Regions from separate parts of the Mus musculus genome. Here regions 1, 2, 4, 5, 6 and 7 are each linked to region 3. Evidence: chromatin contacts called from public Hi-C, HiChIP or PLAC-seq and promoter capture Hi-C data. All regions are on one chromosome and are shown on one strand. The core of a region is the stretch at or near the end of the contact, and the rest is flanking DNA. Distances in the headings are between cores, read along the strand shown. Region 1 has its middle 51 kb from the start of Smim31. Region 2 has its middle 80 kb from the start of Smim31. Region 3 holds the start of Tma16 (translation machinery associated 16). Region 4 has its middle 30 kb from the start of Smim31. Region 5 holds the start of Tmem192 (transmembrane protein 192). Region 6 has its middle 8.9 kb from the start of Gm40501. Region 7 holds the start of Apela (apelin receptor early endogenous ligand).

The links. Promoter capture Hi-C pulls out the DNA fragments that hold promoters and counts their contacts. Hi-C and Micro-C count contacts between places; a contact is called where the count stands out from the background. HiChIP or PLAC-seq counts read pairs in DNA pulled down with a chosen protein or histone mark.
Region 1: a contact with region 3 is called in a promoter capture Hi-C map of second pharyngeal arch cranial neural crest. The contact joins the enhancer-like site here to the promoter of Tma16 in region 3. A contact is called at or near these places in 10 of 39 promoter capture datasets (the C10 cell line, cranial neural crest, embryonic stem cells and 6 more), 1 of 15 datasets of contacts at CTCF or cohesin (stem cell-derived epiblast-like cells) and 6 of 115 datasets of contacts at active chromatin or transcription factors (the SCID.adh cell line, embryonic forebrain, embryonic stem cells and 1 more).
Region 2: an H3K27ac HiChIP or PLAC-seq map of embryonic stem cells shows a contact between it and region 3, with 9 times the contacts expected there. The contact joins the enhancer-like site here to the promoter of Tma16 in region 3. A contact is called at or near these places in 5 of 39 promoter capture datasets (the 3T3-L1 cell line, embryonic stem cells, hippocampal neurons and 1 more) and 4 of 115 datasets of contacts at active chromatin or transcription factors (astrocytes, embryonic stem cells and epiblast stem cells).
Region 4: a Hi-C map of cerebellum shows a contact between it and region 3, with 1.7 times the contacts expected there. The contact joins the enhancer-like site here to the promoter of Tma16 in region 3. A contact is called at or near these places in 9 of 39 promoter capture datasets (the 3T3-L1 cell line, the HPC-7 cell line, cranial neural crest and 6 more), 3 of 15 datasets of contacts at CTCF or cohesin (the NIH/3T3 cell line, large pre-B cells and stem cell-derived epiblast-like cells), 2 of 484 Hi-C or Micro-C datasets (cerebellum and embryonic stem cells) and 12 of 115 datasets of contacts at active chromatin or transcription factors (the 230-238 cell line, astrocytes, embryonic forebrain and 5 more).
Region 5: a contact with region 3 is called in an H3K27ac HiChIP or PLAC-seq map of bone marrow-derived dendritic cells, with 16 times the contacts expected there. The contact joins the promoter of Tmem192 here to the promoter of Tma16 in region 3. A contact is called at or near these places in 19 of 39 promoter capture datasets (the 3T3-L1 cell line, 3T3-L1-derived adipocytes, the C10 cell line and 11 more), 2 of 15 datasets of contacts at CTCF or cohesin (large pre-B cells and pro-B cells), 24 of 484 Hi-C or Micro-C datasets (B cells, the Ba/F3 cell line, CD4 T cells and 18 more), 31 of 115 datasets of contacts at active chromatin or transcription factors (the 230-238 cell line, DN3 thymocytes, the SCID.adh cell line and 19 more) and 5 of 9 other capture datasets (adipose tissue, bone marrow-derived macrophages, embryonic stem cells and 2 more).
Region 6: a contact with region 3 is called in a promoter capture Hi-C map of hippocampal neurons, with 4 times the contacts expected there. The contact joins the enhancer-like site here to the promoter of Tma16 in region 3. A contact is called at or near these places in 6 of 39 promoter capture datasets (the 3T3-L1 cell line, embryonic stem cells, hippocampal neurons and 3 more), 1 of 484 Hi-C or Micro-C datasets (embryonic stem cells) and 1 of 115 datasets of contacts at active chromatin or transcription factors (bone marrow-derived dendritic cells).
Region 7: an H3K4me3 HiChIP or PLAC-seq map of embryonic forebrain shows a contact between it and region 3, with 13 times the contacts expected there. The contact joins the promoter of Apela here to the promoter of Tma16 in region 3. A contact is called at or near these places in 13 of 39 promoter capture datasets (the 3T3-L1 cell line, the C10 cell line, cranial neural crest and 7 more), 3 of 15 datasets of contacts at CTCF or cohesin (large pre-B cells, pro-B cells and stem cell-derived epiblast-like cells), 19 of 484 Hi-C or Micro-C datasets (the AtT-20 cell line, B cells, CD4 T cells and 11 more), 19 of 115 datasets of contacts at active chromatin or transcription factors (the SCID.adh cell line, astrocytes, bone marrow-derived dendritic cells and 9 more) and 4 of 9 other capture datasets (adipose tissue, embryonic stem cells, liver and 1 more).

What each region holds. Positions count from the first base shown.
Region 1 is chr8:65,179,311-65,182,010 of GRCm38.p6, forward strand. No RefSeq gene overlaps it. Among named protein-coding and RNA genes, the nearest start is that of Smim31, 51 kb to the left of the region's middle. Within about 2 kb of position 1,376, at least 4 of the 459 cell types and tissues checked have an H3K27ac peak or open chromatin away from gene starts, as enhancers often do. A contact at or near this core is called in second pharyngeal arch cranial neural crest, where this site is marked.
Region 2 is chr8:65,207,924-65,210,751 of GRCm38.p6, forward strand. No RefSeq gene overlaps it. Among named protein-coding and RNA genes, the nearest start is that of Smim31, 80 kb to the left of the region's middle. Within about 2 kb of position 1,323, at least 6 of the 459 cell types and tissues checked have an H3K27ac peak or open chromatin away from gene starts, as enhancers often do. A contact at or near this core is called in embryonic stem cells, where this site is marked.
Region 3 is chr8:66,485,144-66,487,939 of GRCm38.p6, forward strand. It overlaps Tma16 (translation machinery associated 16), which reads right to left and starts at 1,387. Exons shown (of 7, transcript NM_025465.3): 1 at 1,269-1,387. The coding sequence starts at 1,271.
Region 4 is chr8:65,158,188-65,161,031 of GRCm38.p6, forward strand. No RefSeq gene overlaps it. Among named protein-coding and RNA genes, the nearest start is that of Smim31, 30 kb to the left of the region's middle. Within about 2 kb of position 1,339, at least 11 of the 459 cell types and tissues checked have an H3K27ac peak or open chromatin away from gene starts, as enhancers often do. A contact at or near this core is called in cerebellum, where this site is marked.
Region 5 is chr8:64,945,899-64,948,598 of GRCm38.p6, forward strand. Tmem192 (transmembrane protein 192) reads left to right here and starts at 1,287. Exons shown (of 6, transcript NM_028427.3): 1 at 1,287-1,435. The coding sequence starts at 1,409.
Region 6 is chr8:64,870,660-64,873,551 of GRCm38.p6, forward strand. No RefSeq gene overlaps it. Among named protein-coding and RNA genes, the nearest start is that of Gm40501, 8.9 kb to the right of the region's middle. Within about 2 kb of position 1,317, at least 73 of the 459 cell types and tissues checked have an H3K27ac peak or open chromatin away from gene starts, as enhancers often do. A contact at or near this core is called in hippocampal neurons, where this site is marked.
Region 7 is chr8:65,035,956-65,038,655 of GRCm38.p6, forward strand. Apela (apelin receptor early endogenous ligand) reads right to left here and starts at 1,381. Exons shown (of 4, transcript NM_001297554.1): 1 at 1,326-1,381; 2 at 935-1,188. The coding sequence starts at 1,010.

The DNA.
Region 1 (2,700 bases), core at 126-2,625, 1.3 Mb before region 3:
TTCTTGGGAAGGATTAGAAGGCATGACATTGTTGAAGGACCTGTGCCTCTGTGGGTAGGCTTTGAGAGTTTAGAAGCCCATGATATTCTCAGTTAACTTTCTCTGTCTCCTACAAGATGTGAGCTTGCCACTATTGCTCCAGTATCATGCCTGCCTGCCTGTTGCCATGCCCCCTGCCATGAGGGCCATAGACTAAACCTCTGCAACTGTGAGCCCTATGTTAAGTGCTTTCTTTTATAAGTCTTGGTGATGGTATGCCATCTGAGCAATAGGAAAGTAACTAAGATACCCATACATTTTCAAGTTTGGAGTAACCACCTAAAGAAATCAAAATTGTCTATATTCTTTGGAAGCTTTTCTTCAGAATATCTTAGAAAGTTTCTGAACTGTTGGTATTTATTTTTAAAAATAACCCTTCATGATGATAACCAAGATATTATTAGGAAGTAGACCCTTGGGGCCTTTTCCTATGCAGTTGTCACCTGACTCCAGAGATTTTGTAATTCTGTGAATCTGAGACCTTTATTGCTCACACAAAGAATGAAAACAAATTAATAGTTATTTCCTCAGTGGTCTTTGAGTTCTTCAGGGAATATTTATTGTTTCAGGGAGAGATCTTCCTTTCAGTGTGTGCATGGTATTGCTTAAAAGACAATGGAGACCCAAAGAGAAATGGGACTTGCCCCTTGCTGAAACTTTGCTTGCCCCTTGCTGAAGCTTTGCTTTCTGTTTCTTAGATCTATAGAAAAAACATAACTTTTTTCAACAAGGATATTAGTACAGAACTCTCTCATCTTCATTCAGAAATAGGACTGTTTAGAACAAAGCACTAGGCTGCATTTTTATCAGCCCAATTTTTTATCCCTGTGGTGTTTTTAAAACTCTGTAGAAGGATCATCAGGGGCTGTGAGGAAGGCTATGCGGCTTCCTGGTGGCTGTGAATGGGGTCAATAACATCTACCCTGTGAGTAGGGGGAGGGGAGCCACAGGGAAAACTAATTAATGCATCAGAGGACACCAGGAAATAGTGCTGGCTTGTTGTAAACTAGATTTGATGAAGTTTAGAAAACAAACAAAAAAGACTACCATAGAATTCCTTAGAGGTTGGTCTTCCAGATCTCCCCCCTACTATTTCAGTCTGTGAACCAATCCCTCCAAATGATTTGCATTATGATAACATAACTAACCACAGCAAGGTCAATTATTTAAGGAACACCACAAGCAGCTGTATGTCAAATCCTATTCAGATACTGATTCCGTCCAGACCTTCATGTTACTTTCCTGTTAGAGCTCTGATTTACACTTTACAGATGTGAACACTGACCCTTGAGTATACACAAGCCTGCACACTATGTGGGCCTGGCTCTGTGACCTTCTTTATTGTTTGTATTCTTGGCCTTCCCAAACTTGTGGCTGGAGCTGTCACAGTTTGCACATGGCATAAGAGTGATGGAAGGCTGAAGGTATTAAATGAGGATCCTGTTGATCCTGCTGTGACAGAACACTCTTTGCAGTACAAACTCTTGTAATAAAGCAAATGTCCTCAGAGGGAACAGTGTGCTTTATATTTTTCCTTTCCTTTCCTTTCTTTCTATTTCTTTATTATAGGTGCCCCCTCTGTCTTTCTCTCTCTCTCAGTCTCTCTCTCTCTCTCTGTCTCTCTGCCTCTTTTCTTTCTCTTTCTTTCTTTCTTTCTTTCTTTCTTTCTTTCTTTCTTTCTTTCTTTCTTTCTTTCTTCCATCCTTCCTTCCTTCCTTCCTTTTTTCTCTCTCTCTTCCCCTTCCTTCCTTCCTTCCTTCCTTCCTTCCTTCCTTCCTTCCTTCCTTCCTTCCTTCCTTCCTCTCTCTCTCTCTCTCTCTCTCTCTCTTTCTTTCTTTCTTTCTTTCTCTCTTTCTTTCTTTCTCCTTTGATGTTCCCATCTCTCCATTGGAAGTCTTGTGAGGTTACAGGATGTAGCTGTTTTATATTCTATATCCCTTATTGCTAGGAGTCTTAGCTAGAGTCACCCTCATAGATTCCTGGGAGTTTCTCTTGTCCTAGGTTTTCAGCTTGTCCCAGAGATGCCCCCTCATTCCAGTTCTCTCTCCTAGTTCTCTCTTCCTCCACCATCCCCTAACTTGATCCCTCTTGTTCCCATCTCCACTACTTCCCAACCCAGTCCCCTCCCTCCCTCCATCTTTCTGTGGTGCTGGGGGTGGTGCAAACTCAGGTCCCTGTACATGCTAGGGAACCACTCTACCACTGAGTTACATTCCTAGAAACCAGTTTACTATTTTGTGTGCATGTGTGTTAGGATTACTCTCTGACATCTGGGAAGTTGTATTGAGATGCCTGTTTTTTGTTGTTAATTTGTCACAAACTAGAGTCACCAGGGACAAGGGAAGCTCAACTGAAATGTTGCTTCCTCCATAAGACTGGCCTTGGCCATGTCTGTGATAGTGTCCTTACTGATGATTGGTAAGAAAGGTCCCAGCCTGCTGTGAGCAGCAGCATGTGTAGGCAGATGGGCCTGGACTGGTGAAGAAGCTAACTGAACACAAGTCAGGGAATATGAGAGAGTAAGCAACGTTTCTCCATGGCTTCTGCTTGAGTTCTTGCCCTGATTTATCTCTGTGGATGGGCTGTGACCTGGAAATGTAAGCCAAATGAACTTTTTCCTCTGAGAAGCTGCCTTTTTGTCAGAATTCTTTCTCCCAGCAA
Region 2 (2,828 bases), core at 73-2,572, 1.3 Mb before region 3:
TAAAAGTGATTACATTACCCACTCTCATGGCTCATTAGATGACTCAAACCATGAGGGTAGTGGGAGCAGAGACATCAAATTGGGGATTTGGAAGCCCTGTGAATATGTACAGTAAAAAAACCACACTAAGTCCCACAGTCAGTAGGCAGATCAACTTTACTTGGAGTGATTAAAGGCTTATGAAGTTTTTGAGGACTGAAGGTAGGGACACCCAGTATGAGCAAATGTCATTGGCTGGGGGCTTAGAGTACCTTGAATGTCTCATTAGTATGGAGAAACATTTCAGGAATCTTAGGTGCTAGCTGAACAGGTTTTGTCAGGAGAAAAGATATTGGTCCTATAAGCTAATTGAGGCTACATGACATTTTTCAAGTAGAGGTGAATGTAGGGACTTAGAACTTCCTGGGCAAGGTCAGAGAAGGAGAAACCCTGCTAATGAAGGAAGTCCTCCATTACACGCTGAGGCCCAGAAGGCTATCCTGTCATTTGTAGACTTCAACTTTAATTAGCAGAATTTCCCCACAATTAGATTTTTAAAAAAGTCTCTAGCAGTGTTAGAACTGTGCTTAGTGTCGTAGTTAGGTAGCACCTCTGAGCCTCATTTTTAATTTTGACGCTGCCTTTCTGGGGAAGTGGAGAGAGAAGACACGAAGCTCAAGGTTGTTCTTGGTTGTTAGACTGGGCTACATGAGACCCCAATGCAAAAGAAAGAGTAGTTATTATAATAAAATGTTGCCCATTAACATAGAATGTTAAGAAATACATATTTTCATTGTTTCATTGTTGATCCGGGTATTTTCTATCTGCATCCACATCTTACATCCCACATCTCAAATAAAAAGGGTAATTTTCACACTTTTGTGACTAATTTTACTGGTGGTGTGATTATTTTGTTGTTGTTGTTTGTTTGTTTGTTTGTTTGAATCTTGCAATAAATCTGTGCAGAATGCAAATAGTTTGTCTGTGCCCTTCCCCCAACCTTTAGTTGGTCAAACAAATCTCAGAGCTGGAGCCAGGCACCTGGCTTTGCTACATTTGCATCTTCCTGCCCGACCCTTGAGGAGCTGACTGCCTACTGAGTTTACTTTGCAGCTCAATCCAGCTGAAACAAAGGGATGGGTCCTTGGGTTTTCTCATGTATATTCAGAGTTAGACATTAAAATTTGAGCCTTTATCAGAGAACTTTGTCTTGGCTCGTTATTTCTCTCATCTGCTCATCCTAATTCTATTTCCAGCTCTTCTTCTAGGTATACCCAGTCCTCCATTGCTGCTGGATCATTACAGGTGGCACCCAAACAAGGGGCCTGAACACTGGGACACCAACTGAAGGACACTGTCTTCGACGGACCTGCATAGAAAACGGTAGAAGTTATATATCCTGCATGGTGGTAAGCAACATATAGTATTAGTGTTAGCACTATAAATTTCGTCTTTTTAAGGCTGTTGATTGCAAGGGTGCAAAATGATACAGGCTAGACTAGGTCAACATTGGCCCAATGCTGATATCAGCTAGGGGTGGCAGTGCATTGGGATGGGGAATTTTATATAGGCAATTGTCCACAGCCTCCAAGAGGTGCTTCAGGTGTGAGGAGTAGGGTATAAAATAAAATAAAACAAAATAAAATAAAATAAAATAGTAAAAACAAACAAACAAACAACAGCAAGAGGATGCTAGATATACAAATAACATGAGAGAGAGAGACACAGAGAGAGAGAGACACAGAGAGAGAGAGACACAGAGAGAGAGAGAGACAGAGAGAGAGAGAGAGAGAGAGAGAGAGAGAGAGAGAGAGAGAGAGAGAGAGAGAGAGAGAGAGGGAAAATGGATTTTGGAGCTCTCCTAGGGACAGAAGGAAATCAGGAAACATCCTGTGTCTTCTCTGGCCCCTACAGGAGACATCCTTAGTTCTGGTTACATCAAGTTCTCTTACCTCTCTGTATTGTCTGTCTTTGGTGCACCAATCTGTCCACTTGTCAATCTGTGTCTGTTTTTGTTTTGTTTTCTGAATGACTGTTGTTCTGTTTTATGTTGAAAAGAAAAAAATGGCTAAAACTTTATCTGCTGGCTCTCCATCTCTTGATTCAGTCTCAGTTTGCACAGCAGAGGCTGGTTTTAGTTGCCCTGCACCCTTAGCCAGGAGTCAAGCACAGCAGGAGAGGCCCTGCTGAAAAGCTGCTTTTAAAGGGGGGCAGCTGCTTTTCAAGTTCTAAAGCAAATAAGCTGATAGTTGTTTTTTCCTAGAAAAATCTCTGCAATTGTGATTATTTGGTTCAGCAAATGACAAAGTGCTTTCTCTCTTGAAATTATAGCTAGAAAAAGTAAAAATTCTTCGATTGGTCTAAATTTATAAGATTTATGTAGCCGCTTCATTTTGTTTCTGACTGGTCTTAAAGGTATAAATATGCTGTGCATGTCTAGACCATACAGTATTGGCTTATAAGTTATTGTGTATGATTAAAAATTTGTAACATTGGTAACAAGAAAGTTAGCTTAAAACTGGTAACTCAGGTTTGGAGTCATTTTAAACAACAACACATGGCATGAACCAGTCCAGGAAACCAGGACACTAAAGATACTTCTAAATTGGGATAACATTTTATGTAATTCTTATCCTAGAAATTAGACTTATAAGGGATGAGATTTAAAACAAAGTCTCTTTAATGAAGTATTAAAGGTTGCATTGTCATGCATTCATATATAAGAACTGGCAGCCAAACTTTGTAACATGAAAGTAATGCTTTTGGTATTGATTTTAAAGAGAATGGATTGTTTAAAATTGTGTTTTGCTTTTGAAAGTTTTGCTCTAATATTGCAAAAGAAACTTAAA
Region 3 (2,796 bases), core at 137-2,636:
TTCAAACCTGTCAGTTACCTTTATTCAACCCATACAATCAGGCCTAGGTTGCTCTATTGTTAGACCCCTTTACAAAGAAGTCGAAAAAATCTGTCTACAGTGTTAATCCAGTATAGAGTTTCTTTCCCTATTGAAAGAGATCAGCTTGGTTCTAAGCTTTAGCACAGAAAGCCATCTCTTCCAACTTTCTTCTCCAGCATTTCCTTCACACAGCTCCTTCTCCCCATTCTTACTGAAGATCACTATTCCAGAATAAACCACACTGCAACTTGAGACTACACTTGTTATCTCTGTCTGTAATTCTTTCCTTCCCTTTTCCTTTGCTAAGACAAAGCTCGAAATAATCTCAAAAAAACTCTCCAAATAATTAAAATGTTCATCAATTCCTCATTCACACAATTCTCTTAGACATTGGTCATTTTTTCATTAATCTGATGAGAGAAGGCACGTCTAAGTCTGAAACCCATCTGAGGTTGGCTATGAATAAAAAAATAATAATCTTAAAGCCGTAAGAACACACACATGGAGGATAGTGGGGCAAATGAGAAACGAGATTAAACATCAAACATACACATGGCGAAAACAGATTCTCACAAATTGTTCTCCGATATCCACACGTACATAAAATCAGTTATAAACATAAATTCGGCCAGGCGGTGGTGGCGCACCCCTTTATTCCCAGCACTTGGGAGGCAGAGGCAGGCGGATTTCTGACTTTGAGGCCAGCCTGGTCTACAAAGTGAGTTCCAGGACAGCCAGGGCTATACAGAGAAACCCTGTCTCGAAAGAAAAAAAAAAAAAACATAAATTCGGATACTGTGAATGAGCTCTTTATATCGCTATACATAAACCGTTTATAACACTCTTAACTACTGTCTTAAAATGCAAACAAAACAGCATTGTTGCCCGGTAGGAATGGGAGTTGTAGAGGCAGGACTAAAGTCAGAACAGAAGGGCTGCGGGCCGATGCACCTCGTGGGTGGCTGTGACCCTGGGCAGGGGAGACCTGCACTTGCCCCAGGGCAGAGGTGGGTGGATCCACAAAGCGGTATTAGTTAAGGCCCTCAGGAAAATGAGAAACCGGGAGACGTGGACAACGCCACCCAGAGCGAGTTGAGAACGCGCTGGAGCACTCCGATCCTGGGGCAGCACCGGGGGCCCACCACCGCCCCACGCAGCCACTCCGAGTCCCGGCTTCTCCCGGGTCCGAGCTTGTACTCCCCGGCCGCCCGACCAGAGCCTCCCGGAGAACCTAAGGGGCCGCTCACCATGGCGATGTCTTGGCCACCGAGGCCGGGCGATGTCCCGATGCGACAATTTCACAGAGGGCAGCGCAGCCGCTCTCAAGTCCGCTTCTTCCCTAACACACGTGGGCCCCGGGGGAAACAAATAGGGGCGGACAGGAAGGGGAGGAGCTGGTGCTTTCTCTAAAGCGTCCCTAGAAACTGAGACGTAATGTTTTTCCGCCCGCCTTGTTTTACAGCCCGGGAGCCACACAAAGGCGGGGAGAGTAGAGAGAGAGAGAGAGTCGAGCTCAGAGAACAGAAGTCTGTCTGTCTTCTGTTTCTGACTGAAAGGCCGGCCTTGAGTATCGGCCAGAAGGCAGCTCTCCATGGGCGAGCAACTTGTTAGGAGATAGCATTACCTCACCTAGAGGTGCCCATCTCCCAGAATGGTGTAAATTCAGCCTTCACTTTTCCTTTGATTTTCTCTACCATTTTCTTTCTATATCTAAAGCCTGTCTCTCCGGCCTTGTTATTCCGTTTTTGAACAGCATGGTAAAATTTGATAGAAAGTCTTACGTAGTAATTATTAATCAAATGCCTAGTACATGCTACGCATTGAAGGTACTTTGACAGTTTCCCTACTTTCTTTTTTGTATAATTTCTATCTGTAGTGGGACATAAAGAAGTTAGTATTTCAAATACTATTATAATATAAATTATTACCATAGACTAAGTGGATTTAACATACACAAAAAAGGGGAGGAGATGAAGGATCAGGAGGAGAAGGGATGGGAGAAGAGGAGATGTATGGGGGAGTGTTAGGAGAGGGATATGGGAGAAAGGGGGGGCGAGGAAGAGGATGACAATGAATGGATTCCTTGGACCCTATCAGACAACTCTGAAATAAAACTAGAATCCAACAGCAAGAGAAACTACAGGACTTAAAACAAATACTTGGACACGTAATGGTACAATTTTAAATGTACAGTGGGTCACTGAAGAAATCAAGGAGAAAATTCTTAGAAACAAATGAAAATCATAGGCACTCTACGAGCTAGCTAAAGCATCCTAACAGGAAAGTGAGTATTTACAATAAAGCAAAATGAGAGTTTCCAAGTGAAGTAATAATTCATCTTAAGGTTCTAGAAATAAGAAGTCACTCCCAAACCCAATCACTGGATAAATAAATAAATTCATCAATCGATCACTATTAAAGCGGGACCTAATGAAATAGAGACCAAAAAAACCCTCAATACATAGGAATAGCTAAAGCAATCGTTTTTGTTAAAGGACAACTGTTAGTATTTTGTCTAAGCTCCACAACACAGTTATCTGGCAACAGCCAGGTAGGTTCTGCCCCCCCAGTTACCTGGCGTGGTCCCTCAGGGGGAAGGGCTGTGGGCCCACGGAGGCATCCCCTTCCCCATGCCTGACTACACCTCCACAGAATATATCCCCCCTTTATCTTTTTATAAACACATCAATAACAAGACTGATTAAACCCCTAGCCAAACTAGCAAAAGAAATCCCAAATTAATAAAAGTAAAGGTGAAAGCAGGAATTGTAACAA
Region 4 (2,844 bases), core at 89-2,588, 1.3 Mb before region 3:
GCTTCATCCTTCAGTAGCTTTAATTTTCTGACTCCCAACTGACTCCCCATAGAGGGAGCAGTGTGAGAGAGATTTCATTTCCCCCTAGTTCTTCTCCAAGGAGAGCAACCACATAGCCGTGAAGCCAGTGTAAACATCAGTGCGGAGAGCACAGCTCCGAATGAGGGCCTTGTGGGGACCGGTAGAGAATGTTCTACCTTGGGACCATTCCTATCAGACTCACCTTGCTCTTGACTAGCTTGAGAGATCACGGGTTTCATCTTACCAGATCTCCAACTGTCATGAGGCATTGAAATAAAATTTTATTTTTAAATTTTAAAATGTGATATCCTCTCATTTGAAAACGTTTTCAGCTAAGCCAAAAAGTATTTCAAAATTCCCCATTGGCTAAAAAGTATCCCGAGGGCAAGACTTGGCTCTTGGGCTGTTAGCCTGTAACTACTGCTAACCTATGTCTTAACTTCTAGGAACAATTTCTCCTTATAGTGCCTTACCTCAGTAGCCAGATTCCTGCTAGACATCTACGTCAGTATTGCAGATCACCATCAACACACAGAAAACCCCACACACAGTCTTTGCTGTGAAACCCACTCCTTTGCCTAATCGATGTCTTGACCACCGGATCCCTTGCTCTAACCCTCTCAGCTCCTTTGACAACTCAGTGTTCTTGTCCAAGTACCAAGTCATCTCCTTGTTGTGACCTATTAAAGGGTAAATGTTAAAGTCCTCTCCTTTCCCCTAACCCCCGAGACATACACAAAGAAGACACTGGAACACACAGTGTAGATCGACCCATAAAAGGAACATTGTGTTATTACTAGCACCTAAAGTGGGTGGAGCTGCCAAGCTTCACAAACACTGTACAATTTCATGAAGTCTTTAAAAAACAAGAACTGAAATCTTTTCTATACTGTGCCACACATAAATATTTCACATGTGCACAGCTTGTCAACGTTTGTTGTCATCTGCACCAAGTTTAAAAGCAGCTTTCCCTGGAAAACTCCTGTGAAATCAGCCCTCCTCCCTGCAAACCCGGTGGCTGCTACTCCAGCCAGAAGAGTTGCTCTATTTTCGTAGCGACGCGACACAGCTTTGTACTCGCCCAGCATGCTTTTGTATTTCCTTATTCTGCCACCAGATGGGCTTTTAAACGGAACCAAATCATATAGCTTTCTGGCTGAAAGCCTCGCAATGACTTCTGATTAATAGCAAGACAGAGTCCCAAATTTAACCTGGTTTTGAGGACCTCCAGGATTTCATTCCATTTAATAATTTACTCGGAACTATCTAGTGAGAGTTGGCTCAGTCGCTCTCTGCTGTAATGTATGACAATGAAGAAAGCAGGCCAGCAGCTCTGCCGCCCACACTTTTCTTTTAAATGTAATTCAAAACATGGCTTGTTGTGCATTATATACTGGTTAACTCATTTTAGTTTTGATTCAGGGCCTCATGTAGCTCCAGCTGGCCTTGAACTCGTGGTTGTAATCAAGGCTAGCCTTGGATTCCTGATCTTCCTGCCTCTTCTTGAACGGGTTACAGGAAGAAGTCATCATGCCCAGCTTCAACTGATAGTTTAGAATGTTTTCTACTCACAGATTTCGTGTGGTGTCTGGGTACCGACAGCACCTAAGCAAAGGCTTAGGGGATACACACATAACCCCACTGCTCTGTGCTCTCAGTGTTAGCATCTACAACTAGCAAAGAAGAAAGTATCTCCATGTTGGGCATTCTCATCATCACCAGCTGGCCATGCTGATGACATAGTCTATTTCTTTAGTAATACTAAGAAATTGCATGCATTTGGGATTTTTATTTAGGCTTCATAACTATAGTTTTTTTTTGGGGGTAGGGAGAATGGTAATTCTCCTTAGGGAGGAATGCTTGTTATCAAGCGTGATGGTCTGAGTTTGACACCTAGAAAGAAGAGAAACAACTCCTGGGGGTTGTCCTTTGATTGCCACAGATGTATTGTGGTGCTCTCTCTCTCTCTCTCTCTCTCTCTCTCTCTCTCTCTCTCTCTCTCTCTCTCTCTCTTTCACACACACACACACACAATCAGTAAATAGACATAATAAAAAAATAAAAAGAACTCTGGTTTTGTAATGTCAACTAGGAGTACATTTTATCTAGATTTTTAAAAAATTGCTTCAGTTTTCTAAAATGTTGGCTAGCTAGTTGAATAAATGGAATAAGAGGCTGACGGATAATATATGGGTGGGACAGGCGGGTTATGATAGCCACACAGCTATTGTTTGGCTACCTTAGAACACCACCATAGCACACACACTCTGCCTTTCCTGGTAACTTGCTATCACTTTGTTCTCAGTGTGAGCTGCCTTAGCGATTCCTTCTCAGGGTCAGAAGGCCAGGGCAGGTGCCAGGGCACGAGGATGAAGATGGTGAGCATCATCTGCTGGTGAGATGGAGGCAAAGAAGGAGAGCGCAAAGTTTGAAGGGGATAAGAAGGTTAGGGTCCATTGAGACCAGGATGTGTGTGTGTGTGTGTGTGTGTGTGTGTGTGTGTGTGTGTGTGTGAGAGAGAGAGAGAGAGAGAGAGAGAGAGAGAGAGAGAGAGAGAGAGAGAGAAAGAGAGACTTGGCCCAGAGAAGTGGGTGTGGTGAAGAGTACTTGCTGCATTTGTAGAAGAGCTAAGTTCAGTTCCCAGAACCCACAGCAGATGGCTCACAACCACCACTAACTGCAGTCTCAGGAGATGAAACGCTCTTCTGATTTCAGTGGGTACACTCATGGATTACATCCACATGCAACACACACACACACACACACACACACACACACACACACACACACAGACACACACACAGACACACACACACACACACA
Region 5 (2,700 bases), core at 37-2,536, 1.5 Mb before region 3:
TTGAGGACTCTTCCTCAAATCTCTCTTCATTCTTCATGAGATATCTCGTGTAACCCAGGCTTGCCTCTAACGCACTATAAAGCAAAGCCTGGCTTTGATATCACGATTCTCTTGTCTCCTCTAAGACCTGGGACTACAGGTGTGTGCCACCACACCCACTTCCCCAGTTGGATTCTGTGTGTGTGTGTGTGTGTGTGTGTGTGTGTGTGTGTGTGTGTTTAAAACTTGGCCTGCAGAGATGGCTCAGTGCTTAAATGCACTAACCACTCTTCCAAAAAAAACCTGGGTTTGATTCCCAGAACCACTGTCTAACTCCAGTGTCTCATCTGGCCTCCCTGGGCAATAGGCACACACACAGTGCATAGCCACACATGCAAATAAAACACTGAAATGCATAAAATAAAAGCATTTTAAAAATACTTTGTATATAAAACAAAACAACTCATCCGTTGCGATGATGCACACTAGCGATGCCAGATTTCACTGTGTGAAGGCAAGTGGATCAGGAACTGAAGGCCCGTTTCAGTGCACATCAATTTCTAGGTCAGTGTGAGCTACTTGAGACTTTGTTTTAATTTTTACAAAAATGAGGACTGGGCAATGAATGGCTTTTGCTGTCAAGTCCAGGATTCACATAGTGGAAGAACTGACTTAATCTTGGGTCAAGTGTGGCGGCTCATCCGAGCATTCCACTAGGCAACAAAGACAGGCGAATCTCCGAGGGTTCAGTCTGGTCTACATAGTGAGTTCCGGAACACGTAGCGCTATGTAGAGAAACCCTGTCTCATAAAAACAAAACTGAAACCAAAAATAATCAAAGGACAGAAAAAGAAGAGATGGGGAAGGGGAAAACAGAAACAGAATACCTTAAAAAAAAAAAAAAACTACAGAAATTTCCTGTGGAGACATCTGTAAATCGTGTTATAGAAATTGGAATCTATTCTAATTAAGTCCCTCTACAGGTGGAATTGCGATTTTTACTGCGTCTTTTTCCAAACAGAGCTATCTATATTGTTGCAAACAAAAATTGCGCCAACAGAAATAAGTTAATATTCTAAAGAGAAGTAGTTTACTTGGTTTAAATGGTTGCTCGAGAAATTCATCCTTTAATTTCCAAATCTCTGATAAATGGATGAAGCAACAGTTTAGGGGAAACCCCAAAACAACCGCCTGGGCTACACTGCAGCTCAAAGCTGGAGTCTGCAGGGGGGGCCACGCCCCTGGCTGCTGATCGGCTGATCTAGGTGGAGGGGCGTGGCCTTCGGCGGCCGGGGCGGGGCGAGCGCAGAGTGGGTGTGTCCGAGGCGGGGCGCGCAGGTCCTAGTAGGTGCGACTGTCCCGGGCCGTCGGCGCCCGGGCGCTGGTGGAGAGGTCAGGCTGGCGGGGCATCGGCCCGCGACGGCGGGTCATGGCGGCGGCCGGCCGGCTGGAGGACGTGAGTGAGGCGCCGAGCCCTGTCCCCGCCATTCGGCTTCCTGTGCTGGGCTCAGGGGGCGGAGACTGCGGGCTAGGAGCTAACCAGAGCCGCAGCGGCTCGACCATCGGGGACGCAGGGTGCGGGGTGACGCGACGGGCGGGGACCGCGGACCCCGGGAACGTCTTCCTGAACGATCGGAGGGACACGGCAGGGTGGGCGTGCGGGACCCTTCACTCGGCGGCTCACGTGCAGTGCGCGTCTTTGGTTCCGGAAATGGGAGCTTCACGTGATGCGAGCTGGCTTGATCTGTCCTTCCTGGGAGAGACTGACAGGCGGGCTTGCAAGCCCGGGTGACCCGGCTTCTGTGGGCCCTCCTGCGTTGGTCGGAGAGCACCCGGAACTTGGAGTGACTCTAACCTCCAGCATCCCTCGGGCGGACTTGTAGCTCTCATCTCCCGGAAACGCAGATTGGCGCATAACAGTTATCATGTGCTGTTTTGAATGTAGGCATGATAGGAACAGTGCTTGGTTGCTTTAAAAAAAAAAAGTATTCGGTTGCCCAGTTCATGATGTAGCCATTATAGAATAATACAGTTGCAAAAATCTTGAGTTTGCAAGCTCATTAAGACACTGATTTATTTGAAATTGGGTGTGGGGCGGGGGAAACACTTTGGGAGGAAACATGCGTTTGTTTCCAGAACAAACTGTTTTGTCCAGTGGCATAATACAATTCCTGCCCTTGAGAAATGCAAGGCTGACATTATCTTAGCACAGTGACCTGAGCTAATAACTAATAAAAACATTATCATGGTCTTAGTATAAAAGTACATCAAAATAATAATAATAATAATGATAATAATAATAATAATTAATAATAGCAAGGTTCCAGAACTGTAAGGGCTTAGATTCTTGTGTGTTTGGGTCCTGCAGTCATTTATTTATTTATTTGTTTATTTAAGACTTGCTATGTAGCCCTAGCTGGCCTGGTACTCATTATATAGCCTAACCTGGCCTCAGATTTGCCTATCTTCCCTGACTCAACCCATTTTAATGCTAGGATGATGTAGCTAGTTACATTTTCTTGATGAAATATGTTTCTAACAGCAGGACTAATCTAGTTATTTTTCAACTGAGAAAATGGGAAAGCAACTACTACTTGGAAACTTAATACTTAGGCCTCTCATGGAGGGCAGTCTTGTAGCTGCCCTAACCAGACTAATCCTGGCACTATGTCATGCCATATGGCCACCTCTACCTCTCTGCTCAGCTCTGGTCCTGTTTAC
Region 6 (2,892 bases), core at 67-2,566, 1.6 Mb before region 3:
AGGCTGCATGGCCAAAGCTAAAACTAACATTGTAAGGAATATGTTGGGTTGAGGAAGCGTGGTCCATTAAGTTTGCCATTAATCCACTACCATCTTTATTAAAACCTCATGTATTAGATACTGTTTCAATGCCCTGACAAAATACCCAACAAAAGCTTATTAAGGGAGGTGCATCTTGGTTCACAGTTTGAGAGTATCGTTCATCAGAGTGGGGGCATCATGGCCATCGCTGGTCACATTACATCCACAGTCAGGAAGCTGAGAAAGACGGATATGAAAGGAGACAATATTCATCTCTCCCTTTTCCCTTTTTACTCAATCCAGGACATGAAGAATGTGCTGCCCATATTTAGGGAGGGTCTTCTGTCTTAGCCCAGTCTATAAACTTCCTTACAGATATTTGTCTCCTAAGTGGTTCTAGGTCCTGTCAAGTAAACAATCAATATTACGCATCCCATCCTGTGATGAAGGTACTATTAATATCCCCCATTTTAAGGTAGTTTGGATAGTATGTGTTCGTAGTCTCGACTACTAGGGAGGCAAGTATGGGAGGATTGTTTAAATCCAGGAATTTGGGGTCAGCATGGGATATAAAGGAAGACCCAGTTGAGGTAAAGTCAGGGATTCCCTCTTTTGGTTGAGAAACCTAAGTCTAGTAAGGCACTAAATAACCCATAGCTAGTACAGGGCAAAGCCATCATGTGAGGCACACACTGTATTCTGAAAACCACAGGTCTGACTAGAGGGGTGAGAAGGGACAACTTCAATGGATCTTGAACCCTAGCAAATCCTCCCCTCCAGGTGACTGACTGCAGACTCCAAGGGCTGGGTAAGCCTTAGGCAGCAGTGGGTGGAAGATCTGTGGGCTGGGGTTTCTGGGAAAAGAAAGAAAGAAAAGCTTCAAACAAAAAATAGCATCAGAGTCATGGGCTGGGAGAAAACCCTGAATCAAACTACAGAAGGCAGATGGTGCCAAAAATAGAAGTGGTGTCTCCAAAGTCGGCCCAGAAGGAGGTCAAGAGAACCTAGCAGAAATCGGTGTGCAGCATGCGGCTGCCAAAGGACTCGCCTCTCACATTGCCCGTCTGAGAGGAAGGTGTACCTAAAAATCAGTAACTGTTGTTAGAGTGATTTTCTGGGATTGTGGTCAGGGTGGCAGAGTTGAAATCCACTTTCTCCTCTTCTGTGAGGGTGTGTGAGGAAACCCGGAATAGAGAAGATGCCAGAATAACAGGGAGCAGCTTTGAGCAGCCTCTGAGTGTATTTATAGATATCAAGCACACGAAATACGCCCACATCATACTCCCTCTCCCCAGGAATCCAGGATGTGTGAGGGATAACACAAGGTGTGCGGTTAACAGTCTGTACCACACACAGGATGGGCGGGGCGTAAGCATTCTGTAACATTTCCTTTTTAGTATCTGACCACTGTTCCAGCAAAGCCGGGAACTGACTGATTGGCAGGCACACAGACAGGATTGTTTTGAGTGTAAGATTTTTCTGTTTTCAAACATTACAACTGAGGTGATGTGTCAGACATCTCTCAGGCCAAGATGGCTATCCACTGTGACCTCTAGGGACTGGGTGAGACTGTGACCCCAACCCACCAATCCTCCACCCACTTCTCCCTAGCAAGGCGGTGGGTAGGACCACATCATTTTTACCCCATACAGCTCTCTGATAGCACTTCTTACAGTAAAACTATATTGATTTTTCTGAAAGTTGAACTGGGGATATGGCTCTGTGGGGAAGATTGCTGCTTTTTAAGAAGCAGGGCCTCAACTAGAATCCCTAGCACAATGGGGCTGTGGAGATGGCTCAACAGTTAAAAGCCCTCTTCCAAAGGACCCAGGTTTGATTCCCAGCAGCTACATAGTGACTCAACCACCTGTAATGCTAGATCCAGGGGATGCAATGTCTGCTCCTGGTCTCTGCAGGCACTGTGCATGTATGCAAGTGACTCACGGATATACATGCAAGAAAAAAACACCCATGCATATGCAATTTTAAACTCCTCGGCCCTCAACATAAAAAAGAAAGAAAGAAAGAGAGAAAGAAAAAAGAGAAAAGGAAAGAAAGAAAAGGAAAGGAAAGAATAGCCAAGCATGACTGTGTGTGCTTGTCGCTCTAACACAGGGGTAGAGATAGACAGACACTAAGGAGCTGACAGACCAGCCAACCCAGACAGAACAGTGAGCCTCAAGTTTAGTGGGAGACCATGTCTCCAGGCAATCAGGCCAAAGGTGATCAGAGAAAGCCAACTGATGTTCTGTTCTGGTCTCTGCATGCTCCAATGCACACGGCCCCATGTGTGTACCACTCATACATACACATATACAAAATTTAAAAGAAGAATAAGGCTATTTTACTGGAGGTTTTTGATGGGGTGGGAGGCTTGACTGTGTAGCCTGGACCTTTGGCTTTGGAAGTGTGTTGGTGGCAAGTTAATAAACTTGCTTCCTATTACTGGTATAAAGACCATGACCAAAAGCAACTTGGGAAGGAGATGGTTTATTTCCACTGCAACTTATAGTTCATTGTTGGGGGACATTCAGGCAGAATGCGAGGCAGGAACCTGGAAGGGTACTATTTTACTGGCTTGTTTGCATGGCTTGCCCAACCTACTTTCTTTCTTTCTTTCTTTCTTTCTTTCTTTCTTTCTTTCTTTTTTTTTTTTTTTTTGAAAACAGGAGTTGCCTTTATTTTTTAGTCAATATTTAAAAACATGCCTTTAAAATGATAGTCTCATTTTCATTTTTGCTTTTGTTATTTTAAAAAGCACAGACATTGTAAACAATGTAAAATATCTTGATGTTATAGTATTATTATATGACTAGTTTATAATTATAAAGCTTTTTTTAATTACGTATTTTCCTCAATTACATTTCCAAT
Region 7 (2,700 bases), core at 131-2,630, 1.4 Mb before region 3:
TTCTTACACCCAATTCTCACACTTCTTTAAGGAATTAATGTAAGTTGTTTTACAAGAACACCGTCCAGGATACTCTATATTTTAGAAAACTAGAGATCCGAATTTTATTTTTTGGATTGAGTAGCGATTACTATAGGCAGTAAAGAAGGACCTTGTAACTTTTTTTCCCCTTATGTATGTAAAAAGAATGATTTGAATAACCTCAGAGCAATCAAAGTCCTAATTAAAAGCAGCGGCTGACTTTTCAGCCAAGACACTCCATCTTCCGTCTAACTAAAGGAACATTTTATCACGTCTGTACTGACACCCTTGGATAATGACTATTGTCATCTTTTGGTTGAAACTTGACCCTTCAACTTTATGTGTCAGAAAACTTAACGCTGACAACATACCTTTTACAGTTTTGCCTTAAACGTCATAATGATAAAAAAACCAAACAGTAATAAACAAACAAATAAACAAAACCTTGTCTTGTGTAATTAAATAACCAGAGATGGCAGGCAGTCAGTGGGCCAGTTTTATCATTTTACATTGTTACATCATGATTTTGGCTACCTCAACTTACAATGCCCTCCTCCAATCAGCAACATGCATGCTCTCTTGATAATCTGCTTAGATTTTGCATGTTACCTAAAAAAAAATCTAGGTTTATTAGTAGACCAACATTCTCCCATCTATTTACTTGTATGGATAATAGTTTTGAGAATTATTTTCTTGGAAAAATAATTGTAAAATACATAACAATATTTTAAAATGTCCAAATAGTATCCCACAATGAGATTGCTAAATGTACTTCAGAAATCCTATATATTTTCCTCAGTCCTATTAACTGTAAGTATACCCAAATAGTTCTCAGCATAAGCACATTTAGAGACCCAGAAGCACAAACAGGCAAACAAACAAGTTACCCTAGCCAGTTATTTCAAAAACCTACCTGGTTTCTGTTCACTGATAAAAAGGAGACTCATGGCAAAAATAAAAAATACCCAAAAAAGGGGCTGGAATCGCATCTTTTCTTTTCTTTCTCTTTTTTCTTTTCTTCTTTTTCTTTCCTTTTGTTTTTCTTTTTTCTTACACGCAAGTGAACAATAGCTCTTCAAGTAGAGAAATCGTCTGTAAATCGCAGTATCTGTCCGGCTCACCCCACATCCTATGGCCAGAACTCAGAGGGCTGCCAGCTGCCTTTTCCTGAAAAGGTTAATGATCACATCAGACAAGGTTACTGGTACTCCAGAGCTCCCAAGCCTCAAGCCCCTCCTCCATCCCTCTCCGCGGCTCCCTGCCACTCCCCCTTATTTCCATAAGCAAATATTGGTGAAATGGACCATTCAGGCACGCAGTAACTTAAGCGGGAAGTCTCTGCAAAGCTCCAAGGAGAGTCACTCCAATTCAATCTGTTTACGAAGAACTATGCAAAACGAAGCATTGCCTGCCTCCGCTCCCCTCCATTGCAATCTGTTTAAGCTTTGCATTGCCCATATTGATCCCACATGCAGGAAGCAGTGGAGAGGACGGGAAGTCTCCCTTGTGTCCTCTTGCAGAAGGAATGCTAGAGCTCTAACTGAGGGATTCCCAAATGCTTTGTATGGACTCTGGGTTGGAGCGCTTCCTCTTTGCCAGAGTTACTACAAAGTAGCGCCTATTTATATTAAATCTCCAAATGGCTTAATGTGTGTGGGTTCCCACCATCAGAGATTCCTGGAGTTTAGAAGGTTCAGAAGTAAATCTGTGAAATGTTTATCTTTTCATTTAAGTGCAATTTAAGAAGTGATGAAGGTCATTTTCATCTGCAAACATTCAAGAGTTTTTCAAAGGGAGTTCAGGCAAGCCACAGACATAAAATGCTCTGCTGTAAACTTGTAAGTGGTGGCGTGTCAGGTAAACGTCACCGGCACGGAGACCAGATTGCAGATGGAGAAAGAATGTTGTAGCTGGTTTCTAAACAGTCAGAAGAAACAAAAGGAGTCTAGTTTTTGTCTTGCACATCCACCCGCATCTCCTGTCTGAGGGCTTTCTTACCTGTAATACAAGACTGTTGGATCTGAGAAGTATTGTAATTATTCTAATGAAGAAGGCTATGTAGCTATACTCTGACAGATAAGTAGACCCAAGCACATGTAAGCGGTTGTGAATTGTCAGGAATTTTGTTCCATTTTGGCATCTTTAAAGTCAGGTGGTGGTCACACACAATCTTGGGCTTCTTAAGGTTTGAAATGCAAAAATTATTTTGATTTTACAAATTAGTCTGTACAATTCCATATCTGCCTAGCTATTCCAGATTATACAGAACTTTAAAAAATTCTTAAAAAAATTTTTTTTAATTATTTAATTATTAAATGTGGTGGCACCTATCTTTAATCCCAGCACTCAAAAGACATAGGCAGGCATATCTCTGTGAGTTCCAGGACAGCCTGGTCTACATAGCAAGTACTGGTACAGCCAAGGCTATATAAGAGAGTAACCCTATCTCAAAAATAGATGATAGAAGATAGATAGATAGATAGATAGATAGATAGATAGATTTTATTTATTTATTTATTTATTTACCTGCATGTATGTCTGAGCACCGTGCGTATGCAGTGCCCACAGAGTCCAGAAGAGGACATCAGGTCCCCTGAGCTGTAGTTACAGGCAGTAGTGAGCCCCTGTGTGTGTGCTGGAATGAACTCAGGTCCCCTGACAGAGCAGCACCTGCTCTTA